Regions from separate parts of the Mus musculus genome. Here all the other regions are linked to region 3. The links are chromatin contacts, called in public promoter capture Hi-C maps. All regions are on one chromosome and are shown on one strand. Each heading gives the region's core, a stretch centred on a gene start, on an enhancer-like site or on the middle of the called end of the contact. The rest is flanking DNA. Distances are from core to core; before and after follow the strand shown.

The links. Promoter capture Hi-C pulls out the DNA fragments that hold promoters and counts their contacts.
Region 1: a promoter capture Hi-C map of the HPC-7 cell line shows a contact between it and region 3, with 5 times the contacts expected there. The contact joins the enhancer-like site here to the promoter of Ttc32 in region 3. A contact is called at or near these places in 4 of 39 promoter capture datasets (the 3T3-L1 cell line, the C10 cell line, the HPC-7 cell line and 1 more), 2 of 484 Hi-C or Micro-C datasets (the C10 cell line and CD4 T cells) and 2 of 115 datasets of contacts at active chromatin or transcription factors (T-cell acute lymphoblastic leukemia and pancreatic cancer cells).
Region 2: a promoter capture Hi-C map of pre-B cells shows a contact between it and region 3, with 4 times the contacts expected there. The contact joins the promoter of Ldah here to the promoter of Ttc32 in region 3. A contact is called at or near these places in 7 of 39 promoter capture datasets (the C10 cell line, the HPC-7 cell line, HPC-7-derived erythroid cells and 4 more), 9 of 484 Hi-C or Micro-C datasets (CD4 T cells, CD8 T cells, the HPC-7 cell line and 5 more), 5 of 115 datasets of contacts at active chromatin or transcription factors (bone marrow-derived macrophages, cardiomyocytes, double positive thymocytes and 1 more) and 2 of 9 other capture datasets (adipose tissue and liver).

The regions. Positions count from the first base shown.
Region 1 is chr12:8,348,913-8,352,730 of GRCm38.p6, forward strand. No RefSeq gene overlaps it. Among named protein-coding and RNA genes, the nearest start is that of Gm33134, 13 kb to the right of the region's middle. Within about 2 kb of position 2,514, at least 150 of the 459 cell types and tissues checked have an H3K27ac peak or open chromatin away from gene starts, as enhancers often do. A contact at or near this core is called in the HPC-7 cell line and pancreatic cancer cells, where this site is marked.
Region 2 is chr12:8,206,031-8,209,414 of GRCm38.p6, forward strand. It overlaps Ldah (lipid droplet associated hydrolase), which reads left to right and starts at 2,096. Exons shown (of 7, transcript NM_001364261.1): 1 at 2,096-2,174. Gm33037 (a long non-coding RNA gene) reads right to left here and starts at 2,103. Exons shown (of 4, transcript XR_381233.4): 1 at 1,998-2,103.
Region 3 is chr12:9,028,727-9,032,519 of GRCm38.p6, forward strand. Ttc32 (tetratricopeptide repeat domain 32) reads left to right here and starts at 1,271. Exons shown (of 3, transcript NM_029321.2): 1 at 1,271-1,470. The coding sequence starts at 1,331. It overlaps Wdr35 (WD repeat domain 35), which reads left to right. Exons shown (of 27, transcript NM_001159527.1): 27 at 1-121.

The DNA of each region.
Region 1 (3,818 bases), core at 1,264-3,763, 680 kb before region 3:
TCATCCCAGCTCACCCTACAAAGGAGACAAGGGAATTTTCCCAGCACCATGGAGATGAATAAACACATCTTCCTCTCTCTCCCAGGCCCTGACCTTTTGTTCAGAGCTGCAGGCTGGGTGCCACTGGAAGGAGCCTGTGGACAGAGGCAGCTGCATCCATGGATCCCCACCCTACCCCCCCTGCCCCCACATTTCTCCTCTGTAGCTCACTCCCACCAGGTAGCAGAGCTAGCATTCAGTGTGTAGACTTTCCAGAGTCTACACACAAATACTTGGGCACGGATGGTCATGGCAGTGTTATTCTCAGCAGTTTCCTGTCCACAGGAAACAACCCAAATGCCCGAGGGTTGATGGACAAATATACCGTGGTATATCCATATATGGTATAACGCCATTCAGCATGGAGAGGAAGAACTTCTAGTGACTGTGGCAGGCTGGACCTCAAAACTTGTTAAGTCAAAGAAGCCAGACCCAAAATGCATTGCAAGATCCCATTTGTGTGGAAATCTGGAAAGGGTAAGAATGTGGTGTGGGCAGAAAGCAGTTGGAGGGGTTGGGGGGGCTAAGGCGTGGGGGAGAGAACCAACTGCCAGCAGCCAGGAGGAAACATTTACATTTCGGAGCAGGGGAAATGGTCTAAATGTGAGCATGCCTGTAAGCATTCACTCAGATTCTCCCAGCTCCTCGCTTTCAATGGGGCAGCGTTTACTGCGTCTAAACCCTGACAATGTGAAGCTTTGCAAAGAGGAGCCACGGTCCAAAGCCAACCCTGCCCCAGCGGATCCAGCAATGGTGCACGTTGGTATTTATCCAGAGGACTTGAAAGATTTGCGTCTGCACACTAGCCTAGTGTTTACAGCTTCAGTTTTACTCCTAATTGCTCAAACATGGAAGCAATCAAACTGCCCTTCCCTGAATGAATGGGTGAAGACTGGTACCCAGACAGTGGAATACATTAATACTGTGATGAGACGCACTAGGAGGCCTTGAAAGGTTAGGGGAGAGTGTGCACACTGTAAAGTGAAAGAGACCACTGCACTGAGTCATGCCAGTTCAGTAGCACATAGAGGGACACTGCAGGACCAATGAGAACATCACTGGCCGACAAAGGGTCAACAGAAAGGAAGGGTGAGAGGCTCTTAGATCACTGGTCATTCTTTACAGCAGAGCATCCACAGTAGGGAGGCTATGCATTTGGGGGAGGGGAGACCAGAAACTATGAACAATTGGGACTCTGTACTGTCTGTTGTCTTTCTGCAAACCTAAGAATGCTCTAAAATATAAAAATCTATCTAAAAACAAGGGCTGGAGAAATGACTCAGTTTGGCAAAGGGCTCAAGTTCAGATCCCCGGCACACATATAAAAAGCAGGTATGGCAGTGTGGACCTATAGTCTCAGTCATTGGAGAGGCACAGACGGCCCTGCCCTGGAGCTCACAGGCCAGGGAACCTAGCCAAGTTGGTGAGCCTTAGGTTTAGTGACATTGTCTTAAGAAATAAGGTGGAGAGTGATTGCAGAAGACACCAAGTGTCAACATTTGACCTCTAAAGATGAGCTCCCAGTGAGTGCGCGCACACACACCTGCATGTATACACACCTAAAAAGTGCGTGCATGCGCACACACACAATCTATCTGAGAACATAAATTTAGAAAGGAAAACACCAGGAGAAGGTCTTTTAACTCAGAAGACAGCTGCCAGTCCTAGAGGTTAGCCCTGCCTCCCTATATCCTGACCCTTCTCTGTGCTGTCCCTCATCTGGGATTTAGGTAAGACTCAGCAAACATCTTCCTGGTGGTGGTCAGGATTCTTGTCCCAGAGATAACCACATGGAAGGAAGGAACTGTAGACTTCTATGGAAGAACAGAAGTCTCTAAAATCCCCTGGAGAAATTCAGGGACAAAATCTCCAGCAGGCCTGGAAGCCCTGGACACCAGCTGGCTTTATCTCTGTGTGAGATTTCCAGCTCTCAGTTGAGTCCTCAAGTTGTCCTGTGTTATCCTAAATAGTCAAGGGTCGCTGGTGAGGAAGATATGTCCAGGGTTCTCCCTGAAGCCTTCAGTAAATCCCAGGAGCCTAGGCCACTGTGGCTGTTGAGAAGGTAGGCCATCCTGGGCCTGAGTCCCTCATCACTACCCCACCCACCCATCCCAGACCCCTGAGGTAAACTATGAAGTTACAGTTCTGCCCATGCTCTCTGGGAAGCCCTTTGGATTCAGTGTTGGGCCTTGGCTTGTTAACATCCAGGAAGTACTGCTGTATGACCTGTAGGAAGCAAAGAATGATAACTGCATCATCTCAGACTGCTCACTGCTGTGTGTGTGTGTGTGTGTGTGTGTGTGTGTGTGTGTGTCTGCCTGGTGTGTGTGTCTGCCTGGTGTGTGTGTGTGTGTGTGTGTGTGTCTGTCTGTCTGTCTGTCTGTCTGGTGAGGTGGGGACCTCTCCCTTCCAAACAGTACTCACTCAGCTGCTGACAGTGACCCAAAAGGAGTGGGTGCTTCACTGTGCTTTGTTTGGTTTCGTCTCATGGTTACAAGGGACAAGCTAAGCAAGTCATTTCCTGTCCCCGACCTTCAGCCTGAGACCTTGTTGTTGCTAATAAATAAGAGGCAGGCTCCTGCTGTTGCTCTTGCCTGAGGTCATCCTGATCCCACCCCCTGCCACTGGCACTGGAGCTGGTCCTGAGGACACTCCTTGGATCTAAGGCTCAAGGGTCCTGAGTTTAAGGAGCCAGTTTGAGAGCCTCATTTTAAGAATAGGGAGCCCCAGGCTCACGTGGGGATCAGGCTAGCAGAGTGAGCTTGGCAGGAAAAAACCCTACCAAGCTGTCTGGGGCTCCCCCATATCCCCCTGCCTCAGCTCATCAATGTTTACCCGTTTCTTCAGTGGATGTTAGTGTCATGTCTCTAATGCTTTTCTAGTTAGCTCTTAACCTTTATATTTTTCTAGAAAATCTCTTCCTTAGATTTCAAAAGTTTACATTCTTCTCCTATAACTTTAAAATTGATTTTGTGCTATCAATAGTTTTCAGTCTACGAGGTTTTTAAAATCTTTTAGCACTATATCTATGAAAAATGACTGTCACCACTCTTTCTATTTTAAATGTATGTGAAGGGGTGTGTGTGTGTGTGTGTGTGTGTGTGTGTATTTGTTATATGATTATGGTATATGGACTTGTGTGTGTGTGCGTGTGTGTACATGCTTTTAGAGGTCAGAGGTCAACACTGTATGTCAGTTCTCAATCATTTTCTACCTTTATTTTTTGAGTCAGGGTCTCCCACAGAGCCTAAACTCATCAGTTCAACAAAGCTGGCCAGCCAATGAGCTCCGACTTAAGTACTTGCATGGCAAAAAGTTCCCAAGCCCTTCTACCTGTCATTTATCTTGTCTTTAATCCCAGCGCTCAGGAAACAGAGGCAGGTGGATTATTTGTGAGTTCAAGGCCAGCCTGGTCTACAGGGAGACTTCCAGGACAGATAAGGCTACACAGAGAAACCCTGTCTCAAAAAACAAAACAAAAATAAGTAATAGATATAACAATAAAAAGCCTGGTCTATCTAGTGAGTTTCAGAACAGCCAGAGTTATATAGTGAGACCCTGTCTCAGATAGATAGATAGATAGATAGATAGATAGATAGATAGATATTTTTTAAACTGATAGTTTGTGTTTTAAATGTATATATTAGTATACTTCCTACTTTTATTTAGATGTATTTATTTGCATGTGTGCCTTTACCTATGAAGCACCTCATCAGCATCCAATATTTTCTCTCCATCAAAACACAGTCTGGGCCCCTCCTATTTGTTTTATCATTTAT
Region 2 (3,384 bases), core at 846-3,345, 820 kb before region 3:
AACCTGTAAGCCAGCCCCAATTAAATGTTTTTCTTTATAAGAGTTGCCTTGGTCATAGTGTGTCTTCACAATAGAACCCTTACCAAGACAAGCTGGCCTACAGACCAGAGATTTAGTCCTTTATCATCATGGTGGAAAGCATGGTGACATGCAGGCAGACATGATAATGGAGAGGTAGCTGAGAGTTCTACATCAAGAGCAACAGGGAGCAGGAAGTGAACTGTGAGCTGACAGGCCTTTTTTAACTTCTCAGATCTCAAAGCCCTCCCTGTAGAAATGAACTTCCTCCAACTAAACCCTACCTACTCTGAAAAGGCCACACTTCCTGATGTTGTCATTCCCTATGAACCTATAGGAGCCATTTTCTTTCAAACTATATTCCACTTCCCAGGCCCCTTATTCAAAGCCATCTTCACCAGATTTCTGTCGTTAATGGTTTCCTTCACTGCCTAAGCTTGGCTGCCTTAGAACTCACTCTGTAGACCTGGCTGACTTTGAATGCAGAAATCTTCCAGCCTCTGCCTCCAGAGAGCATCCTATTCAGCTACTTATATAAGCTACAACAGTCATAGTCTGCCATGTAGCAAAGTGAACATTGTGTGCAAAAATATGACAACTTAGTAAGAACATGTATATTCCAAAAGTAGATGGCCCAGAGAAAACATGAAGAATACAGAAACTGCTGCAAGTAACCTGAGCCTAGCTCTCCTAACTAACTGTGGGAAAGTCAGTTTCTTCGCACCTCATTTTACACTGCAGTTAACAGAAATAATCTCTGGCCAACTATAAAGTCTGAATTGCTTCAGTTATTTCTGGCACAGGTTCAGTGAAATCAGAAACATAAATCACCTAGATGCTACATCGTAGATGCATATCCAAGAATTAAAAGAAATCCTGCACCAATGCATTCTGTCATGTAGTCTATGGATGAAAGAAGGATGGAACAGATACCCAGAAAGACGCCCTTGATATGTCAGTAGTCCTTTAACAGCATTACTGGCAGGAAATTTACACACATAAAACTGACACCACTTGGTACATATCCTATGGTCACCGTAACATAATCATTTACTTTTATGTATTTATATCTCCAAACTCTAGTGATCACTTGTTAATACTGACCACACTGAAATGCTAAGGGTTTAAAAATTAGTTCATGAAAAACTCTTAACACAATGAATATCTTTTTCTATATTCATTAAATGTTACCTATTGGATGTGGAAAGTAGAAGTGATAAAAAAGGGTTATGAAGATATTTATCGGTTTACATTCCACAGCTAGTTGGATGTTGGTTCAGTAGTTATGAGCACTAACTCCTTTTCCACAGGATTTAGGATTGATTCTCAGCACCCACATGGTGACCCATAGGCTTATGTGGTTCAGGTCCCAGGGAACCCAGTGCCCTCTTCCAGCGTCCATAGGCTCCAGGCTACTAATATACAAAAAGATTTTTAAGTTAAAATATAAGTGATGTTGGTACTATCACCGAGGTGCTGGATACAAGCGCAAAGCTTTTCCATGTGTGATAATTACTATGGGTTTTTTTTTTCTTTCTTTCTAAGTTCCATGCTTCTTCTGGCTATAATACTGCCATATTGGCGACAGTATTTTGGGGGACAGAAATACACTGATTGCCTACAATTGTACCAAGTGTTGAGGATACTATCTTGAAGTTTGTAGTAAGCTGGAAATAGCTCTGGAAGGTCGCATTATCCTGAATATGAAACTGAATACTATATGAAGTTGAATACTAGCACTAAGGTCAGCTGAGAGTCAACTTTCCTGTGATCATGAGTCAGGAATGAAAAGCAACTGGTGGTGGAAGAAAGGAAAAGTGGGCAGATGGGGGGGGGGGGGGGAATGAAAGAACCTCCAAAGAGAGGAAAAACTCGTTTACCAAAACGACAAAGAACAGAGAGCGGGTAAAATTCAGGTGGTATGCTAGAAACGCTCTATGTGCTGCTCCCAGCAATCTCGCTGACTATAAACCACCTACCCATCAAGCTGCCACCCAAACTCTCACACGGGAGATCCTTGCAAAGCGTTCTACGGGTCCCGACTTCCGGGACCGGCGCGGCGCGGCGCTGTGACGTCAGTACAGGCGGAACTTCCGGGTCTGGTGAGGCTTTGCCGAGACGTCGGCGGACGACCCCAATACCTTGTGAGTGGGCAGGTGAGGTGATGCTGCCAGTACTGTGTGGTTTGTCTGAGGAAGGGCACGTGGGCTGCGCATGGGGTGGTGCTAGGATAACTGAGCTGCCATCACCCCGCGTGCACAGCCGCTAGGCCGTGCGGTACGCGATGGCACTACACTCGCCCGACCTGTGGCCAGGTCGCCAGAGGCTCCCTGGGTAAGGATAAGCCAATGCGCTGGCAGCCAGCCTTCTAGAAATAAATCCAAGTCTGCGCTGGGGCTCCCCAGGCATCTGTGGTCGACACTGTCCCTCGTGGATTCTCCTGAGAAATCTGCTGACATTAAAATTACCTTTACCCTTGCATATGATGTGTTGTTTCACTGCTTTTAACTTTTTTTTTTATTTTAGTTTTACAAAATGCATGGCTTCTAATAGTATAGTATACATTTCCCCAGCTTGAGAAGCTCAGCTTCTTGAATCTGTAGATTTATGCCCTTCCCAATTTTGAGAAGTTTCCAGATACTCTTTCTTAAAACGTGTGTTTTAGCCCCACATTGCCTTCTCTGAAACTCTAGTTGCATGAATTTTAGGTCATTTGTCATTGTAGTACAAGTCCCGGGGCTACTGCTGAGTTTTTAGACTGTTTCCCACCAATTCAGGTTTGTAAATTTTGTGGATCTATCCACGTTCTCTCATCTCGTTCTTTGTTGATACTACTCTGCTGATAATCCACCCCATAAGTTTTGTTCTTTCAATTATTACTTTTAAATTCCTTGCTCTTGTTTCTTATATAATATTTATGGTAGCTTCTGACCTTTAGTGTGCTCTTACATTTTTCTGGGCTTTGCTGTCTTCTTAGAAGAATATTTTAATCAAGCTCTTTCTTACTTTGGGAAACTATTACATTCCAGGTGCCTTCAACATTTTTCTAAACTACTTTGATGAAGAAGTTGGAATGTTAGTAGGAGAGACTTTTAAGATCATCATGGGCAAAATATCAGGTCACTTTTTCTGAAACGTTGTATTGTATGCCTGTGTCATAAAGGGTCAATATGCTTATCAGTGTGTTGTGAGCTAATGCTATGTGACTAGTGAGGTGAGGTCCTAAGAGGTGAGGCAACTTTGTTCTCAACCTCAGGAGGCAGCCTACATGCACTGCAAGAACCTATTAAAATTGGCCATGTGAAAAGATTAAATATGAATTAAATATAAGATTATGTGTTCAACCTATTTTTGTTTTAGAGCATT
Region 3 (3,793 bases), core at 21-2,520:
GTTCATAAATGAGGAAATGGCATTTTAAGACTTTTTATTATTTGAAGTTTTAAAGACTACAAGCCTCATTCAAGAGGAAGCATTTGGTCTCTTTTCTTTGTAATAAACATGAATTAACTGATTTTGAGTAATGCTGTAGTTATCATCAAGCTTATCCCGAGCTATGCCATGGTTCAGAGTACTCTAGTGGCCTAAATGTGACCCCAGCAGCCACAGCATGCACTAATGTGGCCGGTCCCAGCATTCTGGTAAGCAGTGTACCTGCACAGGCACTGCCGACCTCTCTCATCTGCCATACACAGCTCATTATATTTTGCTGAAATGTACTTTAAGATCACTTTTCTGACCGGGCAGTGGTGGCACATGCTTTTAATCCCAGCACTTGGGAGGCAGAGGCAGGGAGATTTCTGAGTTCGAGGCCAGCCTAGTCTACAGAGTGGGTTCCAGGACAGCCAGGGCTACACAGAGAAACCGTGTCTCGAAAAAACAAAACAAATCACTTTTCTTTATTCTCAGAGCTCAGATCAAAAGTTTTTCTGAGACATTATTTGAAATAAACATGAAAACAAATTCTGAAGGGAAAAAAGGACGTTTATCCCATGTTTCCTTCCACTATAATGTAGGGAAATGTGGCATTTGCATTGTCTTCACATCCACAGACACATCCTCGGACACACACAGAGACATACACAGAATATATATCACATGGGAGAAAAAGCTAAGTCTTTTTAGGAAAATATACAGTGACTGAAGTGGCAGAGAATTGTTACCATAGAGACTACAGAAAGTTCACACTCAGAAACATGGACAAATTTGTTTCAAAGTAACAGAATATTAACTCTGTTGCCATAGCTCTAGACGCTTATTTTGGGTATCTAAAATGAAAACAGCAATATTATGTTGCCCTCTACTGTCTGCTTCTATAATTATTTTCTAAAAAAAAATTTTTTAAAGACTTCTTTATTTACTATGTATACAGCATTCTGCCTGGATATATGCGCACCACCACCGCCCGGCCATGGGCACTGTCTGTCTGTCTATCTATCATCCATCTAATCTAATCTAATCTAATCTAATCTAATCTAATCTAATCTAATCTAATCTAATCTAATCTAATCTAATCTAATCTAATCTAATCTAATCTAATCTAATTATGTATACACATGTCACAAAGATTTAAATTCTCTTAATTTCCCGCGAACGGCGTCAGGCGCTACCAGTTGTCTCGCGATACTACGGGTCTTCAAACAGGACAAACGTCCTTTTCCTTTAGCCAACGAAGTCCCGTGAGCGGTAGCTGTGGTTCCGCTTCCACCCGGGTGAGGCGGTCATGGCCTTGCGGCCAGGCCGAGAGGGCGGAGAGAGCTCGGCCGCCCTGGCCACGGCGCAGGCTCGCTTCTCCAGGGGCGAGTTTGCCGAGGCCCGGGAGCTGTACTCCGCCTTCATTGGCCAGTGCGCGCGTCACGGGAGGTAACTATCGCGAGAGCGGGCTGGGCGCGTGGGTGGTCCCCGAGCCACGCGCGGACCGCGGAGTCCTGGGCTGCCGCTTGGTTTCCCCAGAAAAGATCCCCTCCGAGCCCTGTCCTTCGGGGAGGGGACGCCTTGGTCTCCGCAGAGGCCCAGGCGGCAGGAAGCCGCTGTTCTGGGCAGGGAAGGTGGTCGTCCTCGGAACCACAGCGACGCCTTTGTGTTCCGGACGCGAAGGTTCCGGTTCAGCACCCGCTTAAGCTAAGCACAGTCGCTGCACCCAGCTGTCCCGTTAGTGTTTACCACGACGTCACAGCACACTCCTGAAGTTAAGGGTTGTTAATGTGACACCGCTAGAACATCACAAGAGTCCTTTCTGTAGAATATCAAGCCAGCGATGAAACGTTTATTGCCCAGTACAGTTCTTTGTTACTTTGATATTTGAGTTCGAGCAGCTTATCAAGATGTGCACTCTGACCCCTCTATTCCCACTACGCTTTGAGTCTTTAGAAAACGGGGTTGTATGTCGAGCCAAAATCTGATAATTATAAAAATTTTGACATTTAGGGGTCTTGGTTGCATTCTGTTTTCTGCCAGTTAAGGAATTAAAAGGCAGTAAAACTCTCAAGCCAGGCAGGTAGCAGCGGAGGAGGAGGAGGTGGTGGAGGAGGAGGAGGGTGCCACGACTAAGTACAGCTTATGAGAGAATCCGCTAATGAGGAAAGGTTTCCTAGGGGTGAGAAAACTTGAGTGGGCAAACAGATAAAACCCTCGGCAAAGCGGAAGAGGATTTCAGGAACCCGCAGATCCACTCCTTTGAGGGTTTAAGGAACTGAGGGTTGGTCAGTTTGAGCACAGAGCCCTAAGCATGTCCGATCCAGCTTTGAACTTGTGTAGTAGTAGCATAGCAGAGCCATCAGCGGGGGTGGGGTGGGGTGGGGGGCTCTATTGGTGAAAAAAAAGTAGAAAAGCCTTTTTAGGCTGCCGGGTTTTTGTTTCCGGTCAGCCGGGTCAGGAAGAAGCAGGTCAGGTTGGCAGTTCACTATATTTATTATCTAGTCTCAGCTCCTCTCTTGATACATCTGCTTATCAGGGAGTCTTACTCTTAGCCCCTCCGTATTGTTTGTCCCAATGTCTCTGTATTGGTTGTGAATTGGTCGTTAAACCGGGAGAATCGATCCAACTCTGCAGGTTCACAATTCCACTGTAATAGAGTGAAGTCTTTTACTCTTTGTGATATTCACAGCCTGGCTATCTTCTGTGCTAATGCCTGCACATGTAGCATTAGTTACTTCAAGATTTGCCTTTGTTGCGCTTATGTAATGTGTGGAGTGAACACAGAGAAACAGAGAAACTGGGAATTTCTCTCTCTCTCTCTCTCTCTCTCTCTCTCTCTCTCTCTCTCTCTCTCTTTGTGTAGCCCCAGCTGTCATGAAACTCCCTCTACATACCAGGCTGCCCTTGAATGCAGAGATCCACCTGCCTCTGCCTCCCAAGTGCTGAGATTACAAGCTGTAGTACTGGACCTGGAAGATCTTTATAGTAGACTGCAAGCTTGTCTTTGCATGAGATCTAATACAGAAGACTATTTGTTTGTAAGACTTAAATGGAATTAAGCCAGAGAGGCAAAATTGCTTTTTCATTTTAGTACTACATTATCATAAAAGTTAACAGAAATTTCTTTTTTTTTAATAAAGTGTTTTTGTCTTTGATAATCCTCACCTCCCACTACTCACCTTAATTCCTCTCGCCTCTACCCCCACTTCCCTTCCCCCCCCTTTTTTTTTTAAAGTTACCAAATCCCATGTTGTGCTGCCCCAGTTATTCATAGATATGTGGCCATACAGGAGGGTGTTTGACCTACCAGGGCCATACTTGGTTTGACATACCAAGTGCAGCACTGTGACAGCACAGTGGAGCAATGTGATACCACAGTGGAGCACAGTGACACCAACTTGGAGCATGAAACAACACAGTGGAGCACTGTGAAAACACATTAGAGCATGTGACACCACAGTTTAGCACTGTGACACCACAGTGGAGCACTGTGACACCACAGAGCAGCACTTAGACTTAAGAAAGCTAACTCTCCCTCCCTTCCTCAGATGCCCTTAACTGTTCGTAGCTCCTCTAGGATACCCACTCCCACCCAGCTCCATGGAGTGTTTACTGACTTGATCTCGTGCAGGTCCTGTGCAGGCAACCATAGCTGTGAGTTTATGAGCACAGTGCCCCTGCAATGCCCGGAAGACACTGTCTCTTGGTTTTTGCCCCAGCCCCAGGCTCTTCTCATTTCCCTGAGCCTTGGGGGTGGGAGAAGGGTGTT